2 separate regions of the Anser cygnoides genome follow, and region 1 is linked to region 2. A link is a contact called in public Hi-C data. All regions are on one chromosome and are shown on one strand. The core of a region is the stretch at or near the end of the contact, and the rest is flanking DNA. Distances in the headings are between cores, read along the strand shown. Region 1 holds the start of PIM3 (Pim-3 proto-oncogene, serine/threonine kinase). Region 2 has its middle 35 kb from the start of CRELD2.

Region 1 (5,168 bases), core at 811-3,310, 290 kb before region 2:
CACTATCTAGAGAAACCTTTAAAAAATTTTTCATGTTACTAGAGATAGCCAAAATTCCTCACCAAAAAGAAAAAACAAACAAACAAACAAAAAAGTGCCTTTCTATTGCTTTATCTGATAAGTCCAAATCATTTTCTTAAAAATAAAAAATAAAAAAAATCATAAACCAGAAGCTTCCCAATCCCTTCAGCTGCTCAATAAACCCAGTGGTTTAGCTGCATTCCTCTGGAAATACCACATTCTGTACGACGTAGTAACTTTTATAGACCAATTGATCTAGCTTCAAAAAGCACATTCTGGGACACAAAGGGTTGAAACTGCGCCTGAAAACCTTGACCTTTACATCAGTTGGTCTAATCTAATAAAAGATATTACGCCTCCCTAGAAGCCCTTGCTTTGTTTATAGGCATGACTGTCTGAGATTGTAGCACTACTATTATCAGAGAATGCCAACTGCAACACGGCTCTCCCAGCGCCCAGAGCAGAAGGACTGCCAGCTCTTGAAGTGATTGTCCAAAAATACCCTCACTTTAGGGATCCCCGTGCAGTATCAGCTTCTCCGACTTCACTTTTTCCAACACGGGGACACGAAGCGTTCCAGATACACAGCTGGGGCGCGGGTGCTGTGAGGGGGCCTGCGGTGCTGTGAGGCACTCTTTGGGTCTGCTGCCTGCAAATGTTGTGCTGCGCCTTGGCCAAACTTCGGCCTCGCTCGTCTGCGTGCCATCCCTCCGCTTAGCCGCCTCTGGCGAGCGGCCCAAGCAGCTACTGGAGCAATTCTTAAGATGCTATTACACGCCAAGCCCAGCAGACGTTTACTTGTTTCCTGAACCAGTGGCCCACCACCTCTGGCGGGCCGACGCTTAGCAGCCTCTCCCCTCCCTGCCCGCCTCCTCAGCCCAGGCGGCCGCCGGAGGCCTGACGGCGGGCGGCCGTTAACGGCCTCCCCGGGGCCGCTCGGCGGCGCCCCGACAAGCCTCGGGGGAGGACGGGGGCGGCACGGGGGGGCTCCGAGGAGGAGCGGTCGGGGGGGGGGGGGGGCTCCGTCCCCTCACCGCCTCCACCGCCGCGGCTCCCCCCATTCCTGTAGAGGCAGCGCCCCCTGCGGGGCGGGGGCGCCGTGCCGGGAGGATCCCTCAGCCGGCCGCCGCCGGAGCGGGGAGGCAGGGAAGCCCTCGGGGGCGCTCCGCAGGGGCTGCGAGGCTGCGTGACCGGAGAGGAGCGCGGGGCTCACGGGCAGGGGAAGGGGAAGGGGAGACCCCCACGGGGACAGGGCAGAACGCGCTGCCTCGCCAGGCGCCGGCTCTGTGGAGAACAGGGCGGGAGGGGAGGGGAGAGGAAGAGCGGGGGGGGCGGAGGGAGGGGGGGAAAGCGCCGCACCCCGGCCATGGCGGCGGCGTGTCCCCGGCCCCCCCCTTCCCTCCCCGCCCGGCCCCAGACGCCGCGTCTCGGCCCGACGCGCGGCGACCTTCCTGCAGCCGCGGGGCGGGGCCGCGGCGCTCCCGCCCTCTGCCGCCCGCCCCGCCGCATGCAGATGAGGCCCCGCCTCATTGGCCTGCGCCGGGAGCTCTTTGAAAAGGCGCCCGCTGATTGGCCGCCCGGAAACGTTAACGCAAATAGGAGAATCTCCCCCCCCTCCTCCTCCTCCTCGCCCCCCCCTTGCTCGCCGCGGGTGCGCGCTGCGTTCCGCAGCCGGGCGGTAACGCTGCGCGCCGCTTACTACAAACAAGTAGTTCCCGGCCCCCCACCCTCCCCCCCTGCCCGCTGGCGCGACGGGGCGGGCCGGGGACTCCGCAGCCCCCACCGCCGCACTGCGGGCGCCCCGTCGCGGAGGGGAGGAGGGGTCGGGCCGGGGCGGCGGGGAGAGGCGTGTCCCCCCCCCCCCCCCCCCCCCCCCCCCACACACACACCGCCTCCCCCGCGGAGGGATACCCGCTCGGCGCCGTCCGCGCTCTGCCCGCACCAAAATATTGGGAGTTAAGAGGCGGCTCCGCGGCGCCGCCGGCTCAGAAGCGCGCGGGCAGGCAGGGCGGCGGCGCGGCTCCTGCGCCCAGCCCGCTCCCCCCCCGCACCGCACCGCAGGGCCGGCTTTCGGACGCGGCCCCCGGCTGGATAGGGGCCCTTTCGCCGCCGGAGGACGAGGACGAGGAGGGGGATTTGGCGCGGATCCGTGCCGGGGAGGCCGTCGGTGCCCGCCGCAGGGCCACCAGGGAAGCCCCGCGGAGGGTCTGGGCTCGGCAGCGAAGGAGGAGGAGGAGGCAGGGGGCTCCCCCCGCACGGAAGATGTTGCTCTCCAAGTTTGGCTCGCTGGCCCACATCTGCAGCCCCGCCAGCATGGACCACTTGCCGGTGAAGATCCTGCAGCCAGGTACGGCGGGGCGCCGGGGGCTTCCCCCTGCGGGCGGCCCCAGCCCCGTGGCTGGCGCCACGCAGCCGCCTGAAACTTGGGGCTTTACCCTTTTTATTACGATATTTTTTTTTATATAACCGAAGAAGATTTTTGAGGAGGAAAAAAGAAAATGTCTCGTGCAGAATTAGGGCGACGCGTCCAGCGGACGTGCTGGGGGGGGGGATTATATATAAATATATATATTTTTTTTTGATTTTTTTTTTTTTTTAATCCTAATTCCCGGCGAGGCGTAGTCCGGTCGCTAACGCCGCGCTTTCCCTCCCGTTTCCCCAGTGAAAGTGGAGAAGGAGCCGTTCGACAAAGTGTACCAGGTGGGCTCCGTGCTGGGCAGCGGCGGCTTCGGCACCGTCTACGCGGGCAGCAGGATCGCCGACGGCTTGCCGGTGAGGCTCGGGGCGGCTCGGCGCGGGTTGTCGGCGGGCTGCGGGCACGGGGCGAGCCCTGCCCTGCCCTGCCCGGCCCCGCCGCTCACCGCCCCTCCTTTCCCCTCTCCTCGCCCCGCAGGTCGCCGTGAAGCATGTGGTGAAGGAGCGGGTGACCGAGTGGGGCACGGTTGTAAGTATTTAATTCTTTTCTAATTTTATTTTTGGGGGGTGGGCTCCGTCGGGGCTATTGTGTGGGCGGCGGGGCTCGCCCCGCCCGCCGGCGCGGTGTCTGCGTCGGGGGGAATTTGGCGGGGGTTCGCCGCCGCAGCGCCGCGCCCGCCCCTCGGACTGCGGCAGCGGAGGAGCCACCCCGCAGGGCGGCGGTGGGTGGCACTGCCCTGCCTTGCCTCGTCCTGCCCTGCCCTGCCCTGCCCGCCGCCCCCGAGTGACCCACTCGCCTCCCCTTTCTCTGCCCAGGGCGGCGTCATGGTGCCCTTGGAGATCGTTCTCCTGAAGAAGGTGGGCTCTGGCTTCAGGGGGGTCATCAAGCTGCTGGACTGGTACGAGCGTCCCGACGGCTACCTGATCATCATGGAGCGGCCCGAGCTGGTGAAGGATCTCTTTGACTTCATCACGGAGAAGGGAGCCCTGGACGAGGACACGGCCCGCGGGTTCTTCCGGCAGGTGCTGGAGGCGGTGCGCCACTGCTATGGCTGCGGCGTGGTGCACCGGGACATCAAGGACGAGAACCTGCTGGTTGACCTCAGGACAGGCGAGCTGAAGCTAATCGACTTCGGCTCAGGGGCCATCCTCAAGGACACGGTCTATACTGACTTTGATGGTACGTGCCCTCCTTGCCCGGGGCAGCCCGGCCGCGCTGTGCCGAGTTTGGCAAGACCCCGCGCCCCTCCCAGGGCGATGCCCTATAGCTGCCGCTTATCCTGTTTCTGGCGCCTCCGAGTAGTGAGGGCGCCTCTGACGCAGCGGTTCATATCAGGTCTATCGGTAATGGAAACCTTTGGACCTGAAGCAGCTTAGGGTGTTCAGTTGCGTAGGAAAGAAGCAATTCCAGGCAGTGACGCAGCAGTTTATATTTCCCTGTCTTGGAAAAAGCGTTTTTTTTCCTAGAGGGCGATCTGTTTACATGGAGGCTTCACCAGTGTCGGATGTTTCCTTGTGTGGATATGCAGTTTTTACATGCAGTGCTTTTTTTAACTCGAAGCAATAGCTCTCCCCCTCCCTTTCCGCTGGTGTCCTGGAAATCCCGCATTGCAGATTTCAAAGTGATGCGATAAATACGCTCCCTGCAAATAACGTGATACTAGCTTCAGGGTTGGGTTTGATGCTTTAGAAATGGGAAATCTGAAAATAAGCTTGCACATGATAGAGGATATTTTCCCTTGCCCTTTGAATGTGACTGATGTAACCAAGGGACTTTTTTTTTTCCGACCTCCATCCTCAGCTGCTGCACTTAACATCTGTTTGTTGTGAAACCCGAACCCCTAGGCCACGTGACCTTCAGCATCACAAATTCTCGTTTTTGTTTGGTATCCAAGGAGCACCGCAGGCAAAGAGAGGGCGGGTTAAAAAGGCTGCCGCAGAGAAGCACGGGGCCTTTAAAAAAAAAAAAAATAATAAAAATTGTAAGCAGCCTTATTTTGTTTACTGCCCAGTGAAATTGGATAAAGCAGATTATCCCTGTGTAATAAGGCAGACCTGAGTTTCACCTTCTTGACTCCCTCTCTTCTCCTCCCCGACAGCCCCCTTTGTCCTTTTGTGTCTATTTTTGGTGTGATGCTGCAGACGCCACGTGGTCAGTGAAAGGGAGCTCGCCTTAGTAAACAGTCAGCTGATGGCAGCCCTGTTCTTCCTTGCAACAAAATAGAACAACCGGATGGGTTGATGGTGTAACTCCACAGATGACCTGAAGTTACACCAGTAATAGTTTGGGGCCATAAAAAAAAAAAAATCCAAAGCTTTTTTTTAATGATTCCAAATGATGAACTTAATATAGCCATAGTAGAGCTACTTGAAGAATGGGAAAACACTAATCCTCGACTTTTTTTTTTTTCTTGCTTTTAGGAACGAGAGTATACAGCCCTCCAGAGTGGATCAGATACCACAGATACCATGGGAGGTCAGCGACAGTATGGTCTCTGGGAGTTCTGCTGTATGATATGGTTTGCGGAGACATCCCTTTTGAGCAAGATGAAGAAATCTTGAGGGGACGATTATACTTCAGGAGGAGAATTTCACCTGGTGAGTTGTGTGGGGGTGTTGAGTGGGGACTTTTTTATTATTTTTTCAGGATTTTTTTTTAAGATTATTTTGAACTCACGTGTCTGGGTGGGTTGGCTGCTTGTTTTTTAAGATAGTCTTTTTACTTTTCTGAT
Region 2 (5,294 bases), core at 625-3,124:
CTTGTAGTGTAGGTTGTTATAATTTTAAAGTCAGCACCACACCTGATGCCTTTCACTGTTGGAGAAGAGAAAAGGGCAATATCTGTGACTCTCTGAAATGAGTAACACATTTCCTGCTGGCTTCAAGAGCCCTGGACATGGTCTACATGACTGTGGAGTTTTCATTCTCTCCCGACCCGGGGTGATTGACCTAAATCACAACCAGTGTTTAAGATGTCAAGTCACCTCTCAGAACCCCACGGTTAACACAGAAAGCCACAAAAGTCCTATTTCTCACTGCAGCTGAACTACAGCGCCTGCTTCCTCCCTCCTGACACTTCCTTATAAATTGGAACTCAGGGGATTCCCTCTCCCATTGCTTTTAAAAGAGCTCTTTCCAGGCTGTCCTCATTTTCCCTTCCTGGACACACTGCTGCCTGTAATTATGCTGTACTTTTGACCTGCAGTTGCCTTTTTTTTTTTTTTTTTGAGAAAGGATTTCCAGCTCATTTTCTTATATCATCTGGTTTCTGAGAAACCACTAAATCTTGATGATTTCTCTTCTTTGCTCCTCTGAGTATCTCAGAGTACAGAGTCCCATGGAGATGCACAAATCAAGCAAAATGAGTACTACCGCTCGTGGGCTACTTTCCCCTGCCAAGAGGCTCCTGCATGCCACCAGGCATGTCCAGCTCCAGGCTGGCAATCTCCAACTTGGCACTGCATTACGCCATGTCCTCCCATGGTTATACCAGATGCTTTGAAAGCTTCACAGTCTGACACTTCGTCCATCACACGGACCAAACCCAGCAGAAGCTCTGATGAAGAAGACTTCAGGTTGATTTTTATAAGTAAAGAAATCTCCAGCATGCTCTGAGAGCATGGAGGGTGCTTTAGGAGCTAGCTCGTGGCTAGCTGAGACTTTGAGAGTCAACTGCCACATGCTCAGGGGGTTACATAAATTAAAGCCACTCTAGTGACAACACATGATGGCTTACACAGCTGGAAGCTTATTCCAGGCTAATCAACATGCTTCTCCATCTCACAAGTACTGAAAAGCATAAGATAAAGATCACAATTTTTAGAGCAGGAGGGAAGCTTTACCCAAATTAACAGAAGTTAGTGAAACATTTCTAAATGACTCCATTGACTGCACAAACTGGACTACCCAAAAAGTTTTCAAGGCATTTTAGAGTTCTGAGAAGCTTCAAGGGAACAATATACCATGAAAGTGCAGTAAAGCAAGATGGAAGGAATCAGGAAGGTGAGAAGGCTTCTGGAATTTTTGGGTCATGTGCCGAAGACCTGGCCCAGGACTCAGACTTGACAGGGAATGATGCAAGAAAAGAAGATGTTATTATTTATGCTCTATAGAAATGGAGAAGGTATTAGTATCATTACTGCAGGATCACTAAGCTCAGTGGTGTTCTTTTTGTCCCAAAGGACACAAAGGTATTTCTCCAACATGGGTTTCTTCTCTGAAGCCAACACATCTATGTAATGAACATAAGGGATGTAGAAACAACAGTAGACATGAATCAGGTGTCTCAACTCTATCAGGACGTCTACTGTCCAGGCATACTTCATCATCTGACTATTTCTGAATAAATATCAGAAGTTACTTATAACTGTACGAAGAATTGCTATATCCCCAATATCATGTATATGTAGATACTACACACATATTTTAAGTTTTCTGCTTTCCATTAGAAACCTAAATATCTTTATGATCTACAGAAGCATTACTGAATGGGCTTCTTGTGCAGCCAAGCATGCACACACATCTACCTTGGTTATTGAATTGGGGCTCAGAGATATGTAGAAATTAATTTTTTTCCCTGACCAGATTTCATTTTCTTATGTGAATTCTTACCAGAATTCCTAGTGAAACTAGTACTCTCATACCAAACACATCACTTGAGCACATGTAAATATCTAGAATAAGATGTCCACGGGGGTCAATAGGGGTCTTGGGGCCATCGTTGCCTTCCTGAAGGCCTGGTCAGATGTTGGCATGACTGTAGCAGCCTCCCTCCATCCAGCCTCTCACACGCAGCGAGGCTGACAACAACACTATCCCTCCTCCCACAGCTTCCAACTGGGTGAAAGGGAAAGCTCCAGGAACAACCTGCCTCGCTGCTGTGTTAGACTTATCACAGACACAGGCCAGACCTGGCAACGAAGCATTAAACAAACATATTAGGAACAGAAAGTCGGTGCTCAAAAGCCCCTAAATCCGGTTTCTCCAGCAGAGAGTCACAGTCCCCTCTAGTGGCTATCTGACATAATGGAAACTCCTACAACATTTTAATAGGACTAAGGGTCTGGTCCACATAGGTCTGTGCAATTCAGTGAAAGCAACAGATAGGCAAACACACATATATACATTGTACAGAAATAGGTTAGGATATATGTGCACAATACATTTTCAGTTATGAATGTAAACATTTTAGGCCATAAAGGCTTTTTAGGACCAAACCCACCATATTTAATACCTTTAGATGTACATATATGTTTGTTCATATTTCGTAGTGTTGTTCACTTTGTGTTGGATTTTAAATTAACACTTTGATAGATAGTTTTTCTCTTTTTATTTAGGCACTTGCTGCTCGTAAACAAAACATCATATTCCCGGACATTTTTCACTTCATGAAGGGAAGAGGAAAAGCACTCCAATAACAGGATGTAGACTTCTTCCAACGGAAAATACCAGGGAAACTCCCAGCTTCTCTCGGTAAATCCGAGCAGTTTTCTAGCCAAAAGCTAAAAATGACCTGATGAGCCAGTGTTACTTTTAGTAAGGAAAAGGGCGCACGGGGTGGCTGGACGTGGCCCACAGAGAGTATTTTAAGTATGTGTTTTTGCATTATGTGAAAGTGATGCCAGGGAAAGTCATTGGCTTGGAATCTGTGTCCTTAGCGGACACCACCGGTCCCTGATACACAGCCACCAAAACATGCAGGGGACAATACGTCACGGCAGGTTTTCTGGCACTGCTCTCAGTGAGCAGTCTTAAAGCTCAAACCACATAGGTTTAAAGGAGTAAGGTAAGGACATGTAGATACTCACTATCTGCATAGCTGAGTAAAGAAAAGAAACAGCAGGAAATTTTGCTGGGAAACTGAGAAGTCAAAAATAAGATTTGTGCCTGTGCCGTGAATTTGCATAAAAATAACTAGTTTAGAAGGTGGACGTCACCCATCAAGGAGAAAAATGTGTCAGTGTTTTCCATTTCTGTTTGCTTGCACTTAAACAGGTTTTGTGCCTCGTTTTGTACAACCTAGGAGGTTGCTGCATTTCACATTACTTGTGAGTTATATACTTTTAATATCACCAAATGAAATATGTTCTGCAGAATTCCTCTCTGTCTCTGTAATGGGAACCATTGCTCACATCTATTGCATTACACAACAGAAATAAGGCTCACAGCTACAACCCACATTCTGAGTATATCACAAAAAAAGAGGCACAATAGAGAAGACAGACAGAAATAGAAATCATGGGTAACATCTTAGGATATTAAGTAGAAATGCTTCCATCTAGTCATGGAAAAGCGTGTTTTAGAAGAGCACAATTAGGGGTGATTTGAAATGTCAAAATGCACTCCTATAAAGGATTATTCTGATTCAGACTTCTGTAAAAGCATCAGCATTGTCTTTTCTTACATGATTTCTTCCTATTTTTAGTAAGAACCATATCTCGTGTAGTGCTCTCAGGTCAAATGGGAGAGATCGGTGGGAAAAAGAGTTTTGGTTTTTTTTTCCAAAATGGTTGTAATATTTCAAAGAAAAGTTATCTTTCTGCACTGAATTGAACCCTAAATTTTTATTAAGGCTAATCGTTTTCACAGTGGTTCGTTTGGTTTTTTGTTTTAAATATAGAACCTAACCAGTTAATTTCACAGAAAAGAGAGAGAGGCTTCCACGATCTCAGAAAGGAACGGTACATTTTGCCATTTTTTTTCCATTAAAAGTATCAAGTGTGGATGAACAGTGAAGGTCAGGAGTGTAGTCATACAGTGAACAGTATATTTTCATTTGTCACTACTTCTCACCCATTTTCCAAGACTCCCTCTCCCTTCGGACTGGCCTCAGTCTTTTCTTTTCCTCACCCCTGCCCCTCAAGCTTGCTGTTATTCTCCTCCCCATGCCAGGCCTGCTTCCCATGCCCCGGACCACTCATGCAGCCTGGGTCCCATCTCACCTCCATCCTGTCACTTCTCCCTACCCTGAGGTCTTGATCACAGGAGTTCAGACTTCTAATTTCTCCTTCAAACTCCCCAGCCAGTGCAATGCCCTTGCCCCGGGCACCTCAGTTCCTTGTCTTGGCCTAGGCAGTCTCAGATCTGCATCTCCCACCACAGAATCACAGAATGGCAGAGGCCATCTTGTCCAGCACCACTACTCGGGCAGGGCCACTGACAGCAGTCTGCCGGGGATCGTGTCCAGATGGCATTTGAATATCTGCAAGGAGGGAGATAACACCAAGCTCCTTGTTCTCCCTCTGTCCAACCTTATCTCACAGGTTCCTTTTCTCCAGGTTCTTTGCTTCCTTCACAATCTATCAGTCTTTACGCCATGAACTGCTTCCTTTCTCCCTTTAGAGTCCCAATTTCCTTATCTAACAAGTCTCAGGCAATGTGGTCAAGACATTCAGTTATCATAGGGAACTTTATCCAAGCTTTTAAAGTCCCAAAAAAAAGTTATAGAAGGAATGCCAAGGAAAGGGCTCCCAGAGATCCATCAGGGCCCTTAGTTTGTCCCTTTAAATTTTTAGGAGTGAGCTGGACATGCCTCAGAAGAGCATGCCAAAGAAACCCCCAGGAACAGGAATCCCTCTCTGTGCTGTCCTGGAGCAGAGTTGTGGAAGAATGAGTCATTTTGCAGATCAAAAGGTCTGGGAATTGTTCTTGTTTACAGGAGATGTGGATTCAAGATCTAAGCTGAAAACACACTGATTACACAGGAGATCAAAGTAAGAACATCAAATACATCTGACCCAGATGTAACATGGACACAAGGGCCTTTATGGTTTTGTCATGTTATGCCAAGCCATATTTCCATTTAAAAACAAACAGCACCTTATCTGAATAGGATGGAACATCACAGACAAATACAAGTTTCACCGTTTTGCTTTGTCAAAATAATATATGTAGTTTCGGGTTTTCATTTCTTTATCCAGGTGCTTGAATGCATAACATCTGTTGCTTTCATCCCTAATTCCCAAATGATCCACTGCCAAGCCATTAAGGATGGAAGTTTTACAGATGCCATGTGCTCCTAGTTCAAGCATATGTCATTTCACTATTTTTCCTG

Evidence for each region. Hi-C and Micro-C count contacts between places; a contact is called where the count stands out from the background.
Region 1: a contact with region 2 is called in a Hi-C map of liver, with 2.0 times the contacts expected there. The contact joins the promoter of PIM3 here to the enhancer-like site in region 2. A contact is called at or near these places in 2 of 7 Hi-C or Micro-C datasets (granulosa cells and liver).

Annotation. Positions count from the first base shown.
Region 1 is chr1:20,607,977-20,613,144 of Taihu_goose_T2T_genome, reverse strand. It overlaps PIM3 (Pim-3 proto-oncogene, serine/threonine kinase), which reads left to right and starts at 2,060. Exons shown (of 6, transcript XM_048047960.2): 1 at 2,060-2,368; 2 at 2,684-2,793; 3 at 2,915-2,965; 4 at 3,253-3,616; 5 at 4,858-5,034. The coding sequence starts at 2,284.
Region 2 is chr1:20,319,676-20,324,969 of Taihu_goose_T2T_genome, reverse strand. No RefSeq gene overlaps it. Among named protein-coding and RNA genes, the nearest start is that of CRELD2, 35 kb to the right of the region's middle. Within about 2 kb of position 1,874, at least 3 of the 3 cell types and tissues checked have open chromatin away from gene starts, as enhancers often do. A contact at or near this core is called in liver, where this site is marked.